Regions from separate parts of the Sus scrofa genome. Here all the other regions are linked to region 1. A link is a contact called in public Hi-C and HiChIP or PLAC-seq data. All regions are on one chromosome and are shown on one strand. Each heading gives the region's core, a stretch centred on a gene start, on an enhancer-like site or on the middle of the called end of the contact. The rest is flanking DNA. Distances are from core to core; before and after follow the strand shown.

Region 1 (4,757 bases), core at 1,159-3,658:
CAATAGGCACTTCTGAATTGCATTGTGTTGATGGTGGCAGCAGATGACTCAGTCTCTCCAAATCTGTGCAGGCTCCTCCCCGTGCCACTGCTCCTGCAAGCAGAATGTTCTCACCACCTGCACTGTCCACCAACTGACCCTGCTCTGGACCCCAAAGACAAGGGGGAAGGAGGGGCGCATGAGCTGATGCCCCGGCCCATCAGTTCGAAAACCTAAGCATTCTCGCTCTCACGTATCTCGAGTGACTCCTGACCTTGAAAGGCTGGTCTACCCGACCAGGCCCTCAGACCCGTCCCTCCCCCGCCCCTGGTTCGCGGCCACTCCCCCGCCCGCCGCGACGGCGGTACACACTGCAGGCGCGCGCCTGCGCGCACACAACACACACTACTACCTCCTGCATGACTCATCATTGAAGCAACAATAGGCAGAGAGAAAGGAAAGGAGGGCGACGCACTCTCTCCACCACAACCAACCCGGCCGAAGGGCGGGGGTAAGGGTTGGAGGAAACAACAGCCCCCGGATACTGCACACACACCCGGATCCAGGGTTGCGGCCCTCGCAGCAGTCCGGAAAACCGAGGTCTTTCCTCAGTCCCTACTTCTGTAGCACCTGGGGACCACCAACAGAGCGCGTGGGGAGAGGGGGCATCTGAAATCTCCAGCTCGGCCCTGTCGAGAGAGCGCCAAAGTTTGCCGGTTCTCAGCCTGGCTTATTCCACACTGGTCAGCGGTGCTGACCGGGTCCTGATAAGAATGTCTGGAGGGGTCAGTGGGAGTATGTAAGCTCTATATATCCCAACGCTTGGCTATTCTGAGGATTTCCCTCGCCCCAGGACCAAAAATTGGAGGTTGGGGTGAGAACCTACAGGTGAGCTCAGCTCCTCCCTCGTAGGGCAGACTCTCCCGGGGAGATGCCCGGGGGCCAGAGCCCGGGCCCAACCCGGCGGAAGGCCCCTAGCCAGCCCCGCCCAGGCTCCGCCCCCGGCCGAGCGCGAGGCAGCAGGGAGGGGCAGGGCCGCGCAGTCCCCAGCGGGAGTGTCCCCGGTGCACGTGGTCGGGGGCGGGCCCTGTCCACGTCACCACCCGGTGTAACCAACGGGCTTAGAACGCAGGCACACGCAACATTCCAGCCGAGAGCGGGTTTAGAAGGCGCAGACACGCCACATTCCACACCGGCTAAAGTGGGGCGCAGCAAGGGGGGCCCCGGGTCTGCCCCCGGCGACCTTCGGGCCGTTTCACCGATGCACTAATCAGCCCGGCTCTCACCCAAACCCCTGACGCGCGACCCAGCCCAGTTGTGGGAGGCGGGGTCAGGCGGGGCTGGCCAGGATCATAAGACACGCGATGTCATTTTCATTCTGCAAAGGCCGCCTCCGCCCCAAGCGGCGAGTAAGATCTGCCAGGAGCGCCCCCCGCACCCACCCCACAAGACTAGGGAAGCCGGGGAGCTGCTTCGCGTAGAGTAATTCCACCCCCCACTCCGTTACACACACGCCCACTCGTGTGCACTAGACACTCACCCGTGTAAACGTCCGTTCATCCGCTCTCATCGAGGCTCGCATCACACATCCCCTGTGCACACACGCACACGCCCGCGGGTCTGCCACCCCCACGCAACACCATTCTTCACCCCACCCCCCGGCTCGCACATCCTCAGCCCTACCGAGGGCGCTGCTGGCCCACGCGAAAGGAGCCCCTCACGAAAGGTGCACAAGTGGTGGTAGGCAGCTGGGGTGGCGCCCACAGGAGCCGGGTCCCCCGCTGCATGTTAACGAATTCATTAATTAATTTCACTGCCCACAACACTCTTCCTCCGGTGCCGGTTCTTCCGCGGAGCCTTGCAATGCCCGGCTTCGCGAGCCGCCTGGGAGAGGGTTCCGCCCGCGGTTTCGGGTGGGCTCGGGTACCAGGGTCGCTCGCCTCCCCTTCCCCGCTGCCCTAGGGGCCCAGCCCGGCCGCTCACCACGTGCTCTCTGTTGTTGCTGCGCTTGCCATTCCAGGAAGCGGGCCGCCTCCAGTAGCGTCTCTATGCTCATCGCGCCGAGAGCTGCCGGGGGCGCGCCGGGGCCGAGACTGCGGCCCGCGAGTCGAGCACAGGTCAGGCTGGCGGGCAGGCAGGAGGGAGGGATCACCTCCGGGGGGCGACAGGGCTGGGCGGCGCAGCGCACTCCGCAGGGAAGAACGGGGAAGCACAGGGAGAAAAACCAATGTCTCCCCAAATATTTGCAAAATGTAATTTGCAAATTTAAATATATTGATGCAAAAAAAATAAGGCGGCACTGCCTCACTCCTTCCCCTCCCACTCTTCCTCCCTTCCAATGCCTCCCGCCCCGCGGCCCCCAGGAGTCCCGCCGACAAGAAAAGGCTTTGCAACAAGATGGCGAGGAGGCACCGACACACACAACAAGGGAAGGAGCCGCGCTGCCCCCGGCCGCCGCCCCCGCTACTACACCGGGGCCGCAGCCAAAGCCCGGACCGGAGCCCCCGCCCGCAGGGCCGCGGCTTCTCACGAAGGGAGGGGCGTGGTCCCGGGCAGGCTGGCCCCGCCCACTCAAGACGGCGAGCGCACACGTGGCCTGGGTGGGGTGGGAGAAGCTCCAGCCGGGTTCGCGCCCTGCATTTCCGCTTTCCCGCCTCCCCCCGCCCCGATTGCAAGCCACAAGTTTAGCAAGGGCTGCATGTTTGTGTCATTCACAACTAAAATTATCCTGCTGGAGGGAAGGAAGGGTGGAAAACTCAAGACTCGAGTTAGTTCAAATAAGGATATTCCAGGTCAAGGAAACCTTAGGCTGGTAGAGACTGGCCCGAACCCTGGGTCCACACGTGACCTAATTCCCGCAACCACCAGGCTGTCGCAATTCCCCCGGGATCCGCCCCTGGGCGGAGCTGACGGCAGGAGGCTGCCAGAGAACTGGCAGAGGGAGCGGAGTGGCGATCCTGTTCCGCGTTTTGTCTCCGTTCCTCCCCCCGCAGTGCGTTCGCATCCTATTAGGCGACGTCACCGGGCCGCGGGCCAATGGGCGGGCAGGACAACACGGCATGGAGCAGCTCCACATGGACACCCCGCGCCGCCAGCCTTCTGTTTAAAGGGCCAGTGTCTAGCAGGGTCACATTCGCGGGTGCGGATGGGGACGCTGTGTGAAGGGTGGGACTCCGAAAGGGAAATTGTGCAGTTGTGACCTGATCTACTCTTTACTTTTCACTATCCTCCCTCCAAAACAAAGTGTCTCCCTTTCCTTCCTATAAACTCTTGCCTTTGTCCACGCGCCTCTGAGGCGGGCGGAAACTCCAAATGTGCCACCCCAGAAGTCGCCCTTTGCTCTGGGGCCGGACCGAGGGCAAATTAGGCTAGGTGTCCAAAGCCCAGACCGAGGGGGCGTGGCGCAAATCGGGAACAACAACGTGGAGGGCGGAAGCTCGGCCCTCCCAGTGGCTGGGCAACCAAGGCGGGAGCGGGGGCGGGGCCACCCGCCCGGCCACTATCGCTCTCGCGGGCGGGGTAAGACCCCTGGCCTGGCGCTTCCTCTGGCGGCTTCTTGCGGTAGAGTTTGGAGGCGTTTGGGGTACAAACAGAATTTGGTCCGTTTACCCAAATTCTTAAACTTTGCAGATAAGGAAACTGAAGACCAGAAAGGATTTTTCTGCGGTCACTCAATATTCCAGTTGCTCCTTTCCCCATTGGAGCATTTATACCTGACCCCATGGATGATGACTCTTTTGAAGGCAGTTCTGGGGCAAGGCCCACAACTAGAAAAAAAAGTCATGGAGGAGTATCAAACTGCTCACACGGAAAGGGGGGGATCTGACCACTTAACGTATTGTGATGGCGGGGGCACCAAAAATCTTCACCTGAAACCCTGCCGCGCTGTTTCTTTGGTGGAGGCAACACAAACCCCATTGGTACAGTTGGCAGTGACAGGCACAGGCTGAAGGCATAGTTGGAGCACCTTGGAGCAGGTCCAGCTCTGCTGTCCCAATGCCCACAGGCCTCAGGCACCTGGGTCTTGGCCCCCAGATTCCTTTCTTTGCTAATCAGTTCTAATAAAGTAGGACAGTGGCAGTTGGGCTCAGGATCTTGTGGCCTAGATGTTACAATCATATGAAGCCAGAAAGCAAACCTTTGTGAGGTTGGCTGAGTGGCAGATCATCCTGTCAATCCATCCCATGCCATCCCCACTGTGCCCTTAGAGGCTTACTTTCCTTTTGAGGCGGACTAGCTAGAGGAGAGCTAGACACATGGAAAGCTGATGTAAATGATGCTTGCTGGCTTTGTGCCTTTCCTTAGAGGGCATAATGCATCCCAGGGAAAGAAAATCTGCAGATTCTGGAAATCAAGAACCAAGTGAATGGGAGGAAGAGGGTTGTTTGCCAGTACCAGGCTACAGAGGGCTCTTATCTTTGCACACTTAATGCCCCAACATCTGCAGTAGAACACGGAGAGGCCATTACCCACAAATGACTGGGTGACATAGGCTTTGTTTATGATGAAGCTGGAAAGCAACAGGGGACCAGAGCATAAGAGCGAAGTTTTTCTCTTTTCTGCAGGATGAATGCTCTTTTCCTCAGATGGCTAAATCTGTTGCTGGTCCTGCCACTGCTTCCTTTAAGGTGTCTGCCACCTGTTACCAGTGTGGTTAGGCCTGGCCCACTACATAACCAAAGAAAATGGAAAGTTAAAAGGCACCTTAAAAAATATATATGTATTTATGGGGTTCCCGTCGTGGAGCAGTGGAAACGAATCCGCCTAGAAACCATGAG
Region 2 (4,756 bases), core at 1,130-3,629, 160 kb after region 1:
TCCATTCTCAAAGAGACAAGACTTTATGAAGACAGATATATCATTTTAGCAACTGAAAAGAAAGTGCACAGAACCAGAACACATGGCCCCATATCAAGGCACATAACACAACTCCCTGGATTATAACTTTTAAAAGACTTCAAACTTTTAAAGAAAAGTTATAATCCAGGGAGAAAATTTTTACACATTCTTCCCAAGGGAGTCTATTGTTTTTTGAAGGACTCTTATTGAGATACAGCCTGATCTCAAATTTAATTTATAATTAAATAATACAGATTTTAAAGTATTCTGAACACCTGCATGTATGAGCTCAAGGTTTATGCAGGTTAGAGTTACCTATTTGTATTAAATTGGTGTTTATCAATATGATTCTGATTTCTGGACAACTTTGTAGACTTTTAGAACATTCATTTAAGAAATAAAGAACTAGAGTTCCCATTGTGGCACAGCGGAAATGAATCCAAGAACCATGAGGTTGCAAGTTCGATCCCTGGCCTCCCTCAGTGGATTAAGGATCCTGTGTTGCCGTGAGCTGTGGTGGATGTCGCAGACGTGGCTCAGATCCCACATTGCTGTGGCCATGGTGTAAGCTGGCAGGTATAGCTCTGATTAGACCCCTAGCCTGGGGACCTCCATATGCCGTTAGTGGGACCCTAAAAAAAAAAAAAAGCAGAAAGACAAAAAAAAATGAAGAAATAAAGAACTGATATACTCAGATGATTAAATGTTAATAGTACGATGTGAGGCAATAATACTTTCACAGATAAAAACAAACCAAAAGTGGATTCTTAGAACAAGGGATATTAATTTATTTCCAAGTTTATTGACTGTTACTGGACATGGCACAGACCAAACTTCAGTGCATTTTTTGGTCCTTATCCAGCCAGAGAATCCCCAAACTGTAAACCTGCAAAAGACATTCCAGAGATCATTTGATTTACTTTCCTGCTTTCAAGAAGGCGAGAACCCAAACCCTCCAGGCAGTTCATTCATATTCTTCTTGAACAACTCCAGGATTAGAGACTTAACAACCTTTCTTGATAAAAGAAAACTTGTTTTAGCATCAAGCAACAGTAGTGGTTAAATGAATTGGGTGACTCTCCACTAAGGACATATATTGTACACACGCAGCATAGCCTCGCTAATTCTCACAAAAACCTTACAAGTTATTTATTAGGTCTATTTTATAGAGAAACTGAGGCCAGAAAGAGGCATTTAGCCAAGGTCACATTTCCTCTAAGAGGCTGATTCGGGATACACATACCCAAGTTATCTCTCTCATTAACCAAGTTCATCTCAAATGCAGTGTATGCGTTTACCTACATAAAGGAAAGCAATAAAATCAATAAACACAAGCCTAAACCTGTGTTTCAGGTAAGTTTCCTTGGACAGCACAGATTAATGACAAGATAATCACACTAGATAACTCTTAACTGAAAGAATATTCCATATTGAATGATTCAGAACCTCAAATCTGCTTCTTTTAAACGGAATGTCTCTATATGGAATACACTGACTATAAATCCCCAAGACTTGTCATCAGTATTTCAACCCGTAAATTAGCAAACACACACACACACACACACACGCCTTGTAGGAATAAAGTTCCAGGTCTTTCTTTGGGCATCAGTTTTGAGACTTCCAGAGTCGCAGAACTGTGTGCCTGCGTATGTGACTCAGGAAAACAATAGCTGAATCACATCTAAAAGCGAATCTTCCCAATTAAAAATCTATAATAAAAATGAAGGCAACAAGGCATTCCATCAGCCTTTTAACCTCAACAGCTCTTCTCCCCAAGCCAACTCAACCTACTCTCCTCTGCTTCCCGGCCCCCACGGAAGACCGGAGGTAGAAGGGGCGACAGCCTGGCCGGGGCTTCGCTTTCTGAAGCCTATCCGGGCCCGGAATCCAAGGGCGCCAGCTGGTCTCTGCTGTTGGCCGGGGGAAGTGGGGAGAGCGCAGTTCGCGGGCAGGAGCAGGGCGGGGAGGTGAAGAGAGCCGGAGTTCGTGAGGGGCCAGAACAGTCAAACAACGGTCTAGGAAAAGGGGACCGAGAACCTTTTCCCTGGTTAAAGAGGCGTGTGCAGCGCGAGAAGAAGCACCTAGTGCGCAAACTCTTCCGCCGATCCCCTCGGTACTTCCAAGCCACACCGGCAGCCCTCCCGCTAAGCGGAAGGCAGCGAGGCTCAGGGCCCGGCCCAGACTGGCGCATGCGCCGCAGCCCCTCCTCCGCTCCCGGCCCCCTCCCCTCCCTCTTCCCCGCGGGTCTGGGGCGGCGGCGGCGGCGGCAGCGGCAGCGGCGGCGCGGTGACGTCAGGGCGTTGGGGCAGCTCCTGTGACAGACGGAGCTGGAGCGGCGGGGCGGCGGCGGAGTCCGGCGGCAGAGATAGCGAGTGAGCGAGCGAACGAGCAGCGACTCCGGGGTCTAGGGAGCGAGAAGGAGAAGGAGGGGAGCGCTCGGGCGCGAGCGAGAGAAACCGCGAGCGCCGGGCTTGGGCTCGAGCCCCGGAACGGCTGAGGAGCCCGCCCGCTCCCCTCCCCTCCCCCTCCCCGGGACCGGGCCCAGCGCGCCATCCTCCCCCTCCCTCCTTCCCTCCCTCCCTCCTTCCTCCCTTCCCTCTCCCTCTCCCCCTCCCCCGCCGGTGGATGGGAGTGAAGGACGGAAGAGGCCCTGCGGAGGCGGCGGTGCAGCGCTCCGGTAAGGCAGCGAGAGTCTGCGCCCTTCCCTCTGTTTTTCCCACCGCGCTCGGGCAGCTGCGGGCCGAGCCCGGCGGCCTGACGATGTGGCTGCGCCGGTCCCCTCCCTCCCATTCTCCCCTCCCCCTGCCGCCGCCTCCTCCTTCTTCTTCTCTCCTCGCTCTCAAAATGGCGGCCGCGACGGCCGTTGAGTGAGAGACTCGGGAGGAGGGGGGACAGGCCCGGGAGGGCGCTGCCCTCGCTCCCCTCCTCCCTGGCCCGGGTTCCGGGGGTGCCAGGGCCTCCGCGGCTCCACCCGTGGCCCTCCGGGAAAGGGATCGCCCTCCTCCCTCGGTGACTTAGCAAGAAAAGTATTCTTGGGTAGAAAGGGCGTGGAGAGCAGGTCGCTCTATGATCTTGGGGAAAGGATTCGGCCCTTCTCTCCACCGGCGCGGAAGGCGAGCTCCGCAGTCCCCACCCCACCCGCGGTTGGCGCTAAGGAACCGGGCTCCGCTCGGAGCCGCCTCGGCACCCACAGGCCTTGAGGCGTTCTGTCCCCCACCTGTCCTTAGGATGGGGTTGACCCGAGAATGATGGCCCAGCCCATCCCTGGCCCCCCTGTGCGGTGGTCGAGCCTCCGCACCCATTAAGGAGGAGCGGCCCGACCCACCGAACCATCTGCAGCATCCACCCACCAAATCCGGCAGGATTTTCTGTTCTGCCACCGGCTCCTTAAACGGGAGTTGCCTTTTGACGTTGTAACCCTGAGCTTCGAGGCCCTCAGCCATTCTCCTTCATCTAATCTAATCTCTCCACTCATATAGGAAGCGCAGTGCCTTCCTTAGCCTCGCAGGTGAGAATATGCCTTTGAGGAGGTACCAGGGCAAATTTTAACTCTACCACTCTAAACAGAAGAGTGGAGAGGAAGAGGAGGTTTTTCAGTATCTGAGATAAGGGAGAGCAAGGTGCCTTGGTTTTATGTTATTCTGCTTTTCTTTGGTGACTTAGCAAGAAACTCCTTGGGAGGAGAGCAGGAGATTTTTCTTTTGGGCTTGAGGTTTGGGTCCAATTTATATCAATCCTTTGGTTACAAAATTGTGCTTTGGAAGCGAAGAACCAGATTTGTGATTCTCAATGGGCGATGTCATGCCAAGGTTTTCCCCCACCCCCCCACTTTGCTAAAGAGGCAATCGGAAGAGAATAAAGATATTACTGTTATTCTGACCTCTACTTTAACACACAATCTTTGAGGTTCGTAACGTTTTAAAGGCTAAACAAAAAAAATTGTGCTATTTTTGGTAATTCTATTTTTGTTGGGAGGTGGGTTGTTTTGTGTGAATTTCATTTTGAGGCTAGGGCGGAGGAGACAGTGCTTGGGCCTTCCATACCGGTAATGTCATCCCTCCGCTTCAGCCACAGTAGTATTTGCTTGAAAAATTTTTTTTCTCTCTTCTTTTTTGCTGCAGCAGGGCTTGATTGCTGCAGCTCCAGTCTTTTAATCAGGAAAATTTCCTGGTTGGGTATGTCGGTAGTGATATAATATTGGATATATTAAAAGCTTTTACTTAAAATTTTTTGATTGGGTTTAAGGCATTAGCTAGCTTAATCTCTCATGGGTATCTTTCAGGACACAGTTTTGCAAAATAATTGGCAGTTGCAAATTGCAGTTTTTATTAAAGCAGAAGAGTAATCTGTATTTAGGGTGATTTTTTTCTTTCATGTTCTATTATAAATGATCATTGTTTGGATTGTTCACAAGAAGAGGATCTCCTAAACAAATTTGTAGCTGTTGTTTTTATAAATCAGAAACTGGAACCCAGTTTTTCACAAATTATTTCTGTGTATATTGATTTTGATGGAACTAGCCCAATTTCAGTGCCTCTCCCCCACCTCCTTTTTTTTTTAAAATGGGCTAATATTTGTAGATGCTGTGAACAGCCATTGAGCCAGGGAGACTGGGTGGAGTAAGAGAGCTGAAGCTGTGAAATGCTAGATTGCCCTTTGATAGCATTTTTCTCTTGCTTATGTTTTGTAAGGTTATTTGATGCTAATTGGTGCTACAACAAAGGCATTTCTCTGT
Region 3 (4,944 bases), core at 2,093-4,592, 250 kb after region 1:
TTTTTTTTTAAGGAAGACATTTGAAAAGTTAACAGAACAATGAAATAACAAAGATAGTTTAACAGAGAAACTTATTCTGGATTGCATTTGTTCATTTGTGTAATATGTGAATTTTTTTTAATGTCCCTTTTAGTATTCAATGGAGATTTGGATCCTGAAAAAGACAAAGGGTTAGAGTTAATGTCCTGTAGATAACACACACAGAGACAGGCCATATATTTACTAGAAGCAGCTTTATGTCTAGTTTGTGTCTTTCGTTTTAATAATTCCTGAGAGATGTCTCTGGAAGGAAAAGTGTTTTGAAAACTAATGGCTATTTTTAAGGACAAAAATTACAACGTAAGCTAATTTCTTAAATACAGTAGAATAACTTTCAGGACAATGTTGCCTCACAACCCTGCTCACATCGAGAAGTCTTTTTGTTTCCCCTTAGCTGTTCTGACTGGATTTTTCTACAAAAGCTATGGAAGATATCTTTGTTCTTGTTTGCTGCTATTTCCTGTCCTATTTTAAAAAATATAAATACATAGAAATGGTGCATCTTAACATTTGTTTGTACATGTATAAATGTCTTGTATTTTAATTCATTTTTAGCATGTAGCAACACGAATTGTTTAAGGGTAAGCCACAACATCTAGAAATCACTCCCAGATACGAACAATAAAGGAAAAAATGGTACCGATGTAGGAGGAAACAAAGCCTCTGTCCACTGGGTTTTCCCTGCAGCCTACAGTGACTTTCACTGACAAACAAGGAGAAACTATCACTATAAACAAAGTCATCCTTGTTGGGAGATTGCCACAGCCTGCTGCTTAGTCGAGTTACCAGACATCCTCCATTTGCGAAGCAGCGAACGTTGAATCTCAGGGATGGTCCTCAACTGGATCCAAGTGTAACGAGCCCTGTTTGAATAATGAAGGGGGTGGGGAGAGCGATCCATCCACAATCCGGAAGCAGATTTGCAGAGGTTTCCTGCACTGTTGTTTTGACACTGCCCTGTTGATGCCCTTTCTTCCTGTTTCCTCGGTTTTCTCTGTCTGCTGTCTAACCCTGTGCCTTGCCTGGGATAAGTACAATGTTGAGGTAACTGGTTTGGATTGTAAGTAGAGGAATTTATTAATTGGTTTAGAGGTTCACTGCTGCTTTGTCACTTTCTCAATCAAACTGGCCACTTATTTAAGAAATAAAAAGCTGGTAGAATTGCATCCTCAGATGATGATTGACCTTCTGTGTGTGTGAAAACAGACATTCCAGTGCCACCCTGATACAACGTGCCCAAGAAGTCCTAGCTGCACTCTTGAAAGTGCGAGCCATGGAAACCGGCTTAGACATGGCTTGGAGAATAGTTGCTTTTTGACATGGCATCTTGCACTTTAGGAGACTGAGACCGTCCTGTTTTGTCCATGTGTGGTGTGACCAATGGTGTGCCCAGAGCACTGCTCTCAAACTCACTAGTGTTAGCACGTCGTCCGGGCTGTGGGCGCTCGCTGTAGTCTTCGGAAAGCTTTGGCTCTAGATCACCAAGCCCAGTCTCCTTAATGTCAGTGCCCTGCTCTCCTGTTTGCCTCTTTCTGTTTCTATGTGAACTTCCAGGTAATATCACTCATTTTAAATAGTTTTTTTTTTTTAATTTATTTAAAGAAAAACTATTTAGAAGTAAAGGACGTTTTATTTTGTTGACAGTGGTGGCTTGATAATCCTTAAGCAACTGAAGCTAAAATTGTTAAATTGAAGGAAAAGGCCCTTAAAATGGTTATTCTCTGTCCAGCTGTATATAAGTCCGATGTGTTACTAATCTAGATGATGCAAAGAAGAATCTCCTGGTAGAGACTCGACATGTACAAAATTGGTGGAAAAGGTTTTGGTTTTTTTCAGAGGGGCGGGGGGAGGGCAAGCTGGATTTACAAGTCACGACTGGACCGAACTGGCCTTTTTATCTTTCCACTGTATCATGTAAGTAGCTGCTTTCTTGTCCTGCCTACCCTTCAGGCATCCCTCAAGCTCACTCTGAAGATGGTAGAAACAAACATAATCTTCGAGTTCGAAGTTGATCCTGACACTGACATGAAGGCGAGCGTTGATTTCATAATGAACGTCACAGAGGTGGTGATTGGAGAAAACAGTTCCCCAGATTGTAAGAGTTAACTGAAGATATTGACACAATTTTAAAAAATCAGTAAAGGAATGTATATAATATTGCTCTTGTGTTTTACAGTAAGATTTGTTGCTCTCAGACTGTGTAAAACAAGATTTATTCATGTTTTCTGCATATTAAAAAATCTTATTGTACCAATTGGTAAACTATTAAATGCCTATAAAACTAGATGTGATTTTTTTTTTTTGGTCTTTTTATGCAAGATTTTAAATCTTTTCAATTGAGTTGCTAGGAAGCAAAGTTGTATTCAGCACCAGTCAGAGGGAGAGTTAAGATGCAAAGTGCTGGCAGGGCAGCAGGGGCTGGATGGAAAGCCTTTGTCTAGGGCAGAGCCAGCACTGCTTTCTGCTGCTTTCACCCTATTTGCACAGGGAGCCCACAGTGTGGCTACAGGGTCTCTTGCTCTACCTACTGGGTCAGGCAGTGCCAGACTGTTTGTTATGGCCCCCCACCTTCCTCTCCAGCAGCCCTTTTTGGCAGTGACTACAGCTGAGGTCAGGAATGACCTGTTCATGTCCCCCTTTCAAAGGTTTGGCCCTCATGTGGTGGTCAGGGCCCCAGGGAGACAGGACCCTGCCTCCTTTGTTCTCTTGATGAATGAGCCTTTTGATCTGCCTAGTGGTCTTGGATTCTTCAAGATTCTTAGTACTGTTTTAAAGTTGGATTGAAATGTACCAAGGAATCTGCACCCTTGCTCCAGAGGCCTCTTGGCTTTCTTTGAACTTTACCCATGGTGGCGATGTCCTGCCTTTGATCCCTCGACTGCTGTCCAGCTAGCATCCGTAGTGTCTTTAGGGCACCAATGAAGTCTCCAGCATTTTTCACATATAAAGGACAAGAATGATGTGGCTTTTACAACCCAGTTGTCATCCTGCCTCTTAGGAGAGGAGCTTCTCCACCCTGCCCCCAAATGGGAAGCTGAGCCAAGAGCACCCCAGTAAGGAGCTTGAAGTTTCCTGTATGTTGCAGCTTTTCCATTTCCTTACAAGACTTTTTTTTCCCCACTTTCCTCAAAGTGCAGGCAGCTGTTCAAAACCTGAGTAACTCACTCACTACTACATCACAGACATCAAGCTTCCTTCCAAAACACGGCTGCCTCTGTCCCTGGTGTATATAGTATGAGGCAGGACAGGAGTGTGGAAGACTTGGTGGAGAAATGGTGCTGGATCCTGAGTGTCCTGTTAGTAGTCTTTGCTGAAACTTGTCTTGCGTGTAGACTGATGATTCTCCACTGCTGACACACAAGAACCCTGACATGTGAATGCCTGTCAGCTGCCAACACTTCCCTTTATTCTCAACACATCTTCACCTCACAATATACTCCCTGCTGGTTGATATTAGCACAGTTTAACCTACCTTTAGTTTTGCAGGAAAAGACCTCATCCCATCGCTGAGCCCCTCACCGAGTTACACTGCACTGCCAACTCTACTGTGGCGTGGCCATTGGAAATGGGATAGAGGCTAGGAAAGGGTAAGAATTACATTGCCCACATTTGCAACTTAGGAAGGCTCCACAATCATTTGCTATGAAATGACTATTCTTCAGTATAATTGTGTCCTGAGTGGTCTGTATCTTTAGTGTCTGAGGGTTTTTTTTTTTTTTAATCAATAGATTTGCCTCTTTAATGGGGTTGTTTGCATTTGAAAAGGGCCACCTGTCCTTTGTAAGGTATCCTGACAATGCATGCCCTGTTTGATTGCTAGTGTAGTCAGGACAAAGAAATAAGTGGGCCCATCAGAATACCTTATTCTCAACTTCAAGATATACAGGAATTCCTCAATGAAGTCGTAACAGTTCTCTCAATATTCATATTTAACAATGTAAATGATGTGACCAACAAGGACTTAACTTCCAAAATACACAAACAGCTCATAATAACAAAATAAAGAACCCAATAAAAAAATGGGCAGGAAAACTACATAGACATTTATCCAACGAGAAAATGAAAAGATGCTCAACAAATGCAAGTTAAAACTACAATGAGGTAACACCTCACACCAATCAGGATGGCCATCATTAAAAAGTCTACAAATAATCAGTTCTGGAGAAAGTGTAGATAGAGAAAAGGGAACCTTCCCAACGCTGTTGATGGGAATGTAAATTGGTATAGCCACTATGGAAAATGTATTGCGGTTCCTTAAAAACTAAAAATAGAGTAGCCATAAAATCTAGCAATCCCACTCCTGGGCATATATTCAGAGAAAGCCATAGTTCAAAGATACACACACCCCAATGTTTCAATATTCATAGCAGCACCGTTTGTAACAGCCACGACATGGAAACAACCGAAATGTCCACCGACAGATGAATGGATAAAGACTGGATAAAGATGTAGAAAATACATACGAGGTACTACTAGCCATCAAAAGAATGAGTAACACTGTTTGCAGCAACATGGGTTGACCTAGAGATTATCATACGAAACCAAAGACTGATATCATATGTGGAATCTAAAACATGATACAAATGAACTTATTTTACAAAACAAAAACCAACTCACAGACAGGAGACAAATTTATGGTTACCAAAGGGGAAAGGGGGTGGGGAAGGGATAAACTGGGAGTTTGGGATTAGCAGATACAAACTACTAAATCTAAAAGAGATAAACAACAAGGTATGTAGCAGAGGGAACTATATACCCTGTAATAAACCATAATGGAAAACATGAAAAATTACATACACACACATACATACTAACTGAATCACTTTGCTGTCCACCTGAAATTAATACAACGCTAAATCAACTATACCTCAAAGATTTTTTTAAATTAAAAAAAGGGACAATGCC

The links. A called contact is a pair of places that touch in the nucleus more often than the background predicts. HiChIP or PLAC-seq counts read pairs in DNA pulled down with a chosen protein or histone mark.
Region 2: a Hi-C map of skeletal muscle shows a contact between it and region 1, with 4 times the contacts expected there. The contact joins the promoter of PAFAH1B1 here to the promoter of MNT in region 1. A contact is called at or near these places in 1 of 5 promoter capture datasets (liver), 2 of 47 Hi-C or Micro-C datasets (heart right ventricle and skeletal muscle) and 2 of 2 datasets of contacts at active chromatin or transcription factors (alveolar macrophages and skeletal muscle).
Region 3: an H3K27ac HiChIP or PLAC-seq map of alveolar macrophages shows a contact between it and region 1. The contact joins the enhancer-like site here to the promoter of MNT in region 1. A contact is called at or near these places in 2 of 5 promoter capture datasets (fetal liver and liver), 3 of 47 Hi-C or Micro-C datasets (fetal liver, fibroblasts and liver) and 2 of 2 datasets of contacts at active chromatin or transcription factors (alveolar macrophages and skeletal muscle).

What each region holds. Positions count from the first base shown.
Region 1 is chr12:48,484,329-48,489,085 of Sscrofa11.1, forward strand. MNT (max-binding protein MNT) reads right to left here and starts at 2,409. Exons shown (of 6, transcript XM_021067616.1): 1 at 1,963-2,409. The coding sequence starts at 2,035.
Region 2 is chr12:48,643,430-48,648,185 of Sscrofa11.1, forward strand. PAFAH1B1 (platelet activating factor acetylhydrolase 1b regulatory subunit 1) reads left to right here and starts at 2,380. Exons shown (of 11, transcript NM_214250.1): 1 at 2,380-2,698.
Region 3 is chr12:48,733,514-48,738,457 of Sscrofa11.1, forward strand. It overlaps a transcript of PAFAH1B1 not described here. Among named protein-coding and RNA genes, the nearest start is that of CLUH, 28 kb to the right of the region's middle. Within about 2 kb of position 3,343, at least 9 of the 83 cell types and tissues checked have an H3K27ac peak or open chromatin away from gene starts, as enhancers often do. A contact at or near this core is called in alveolar macrophages, where this site is marked.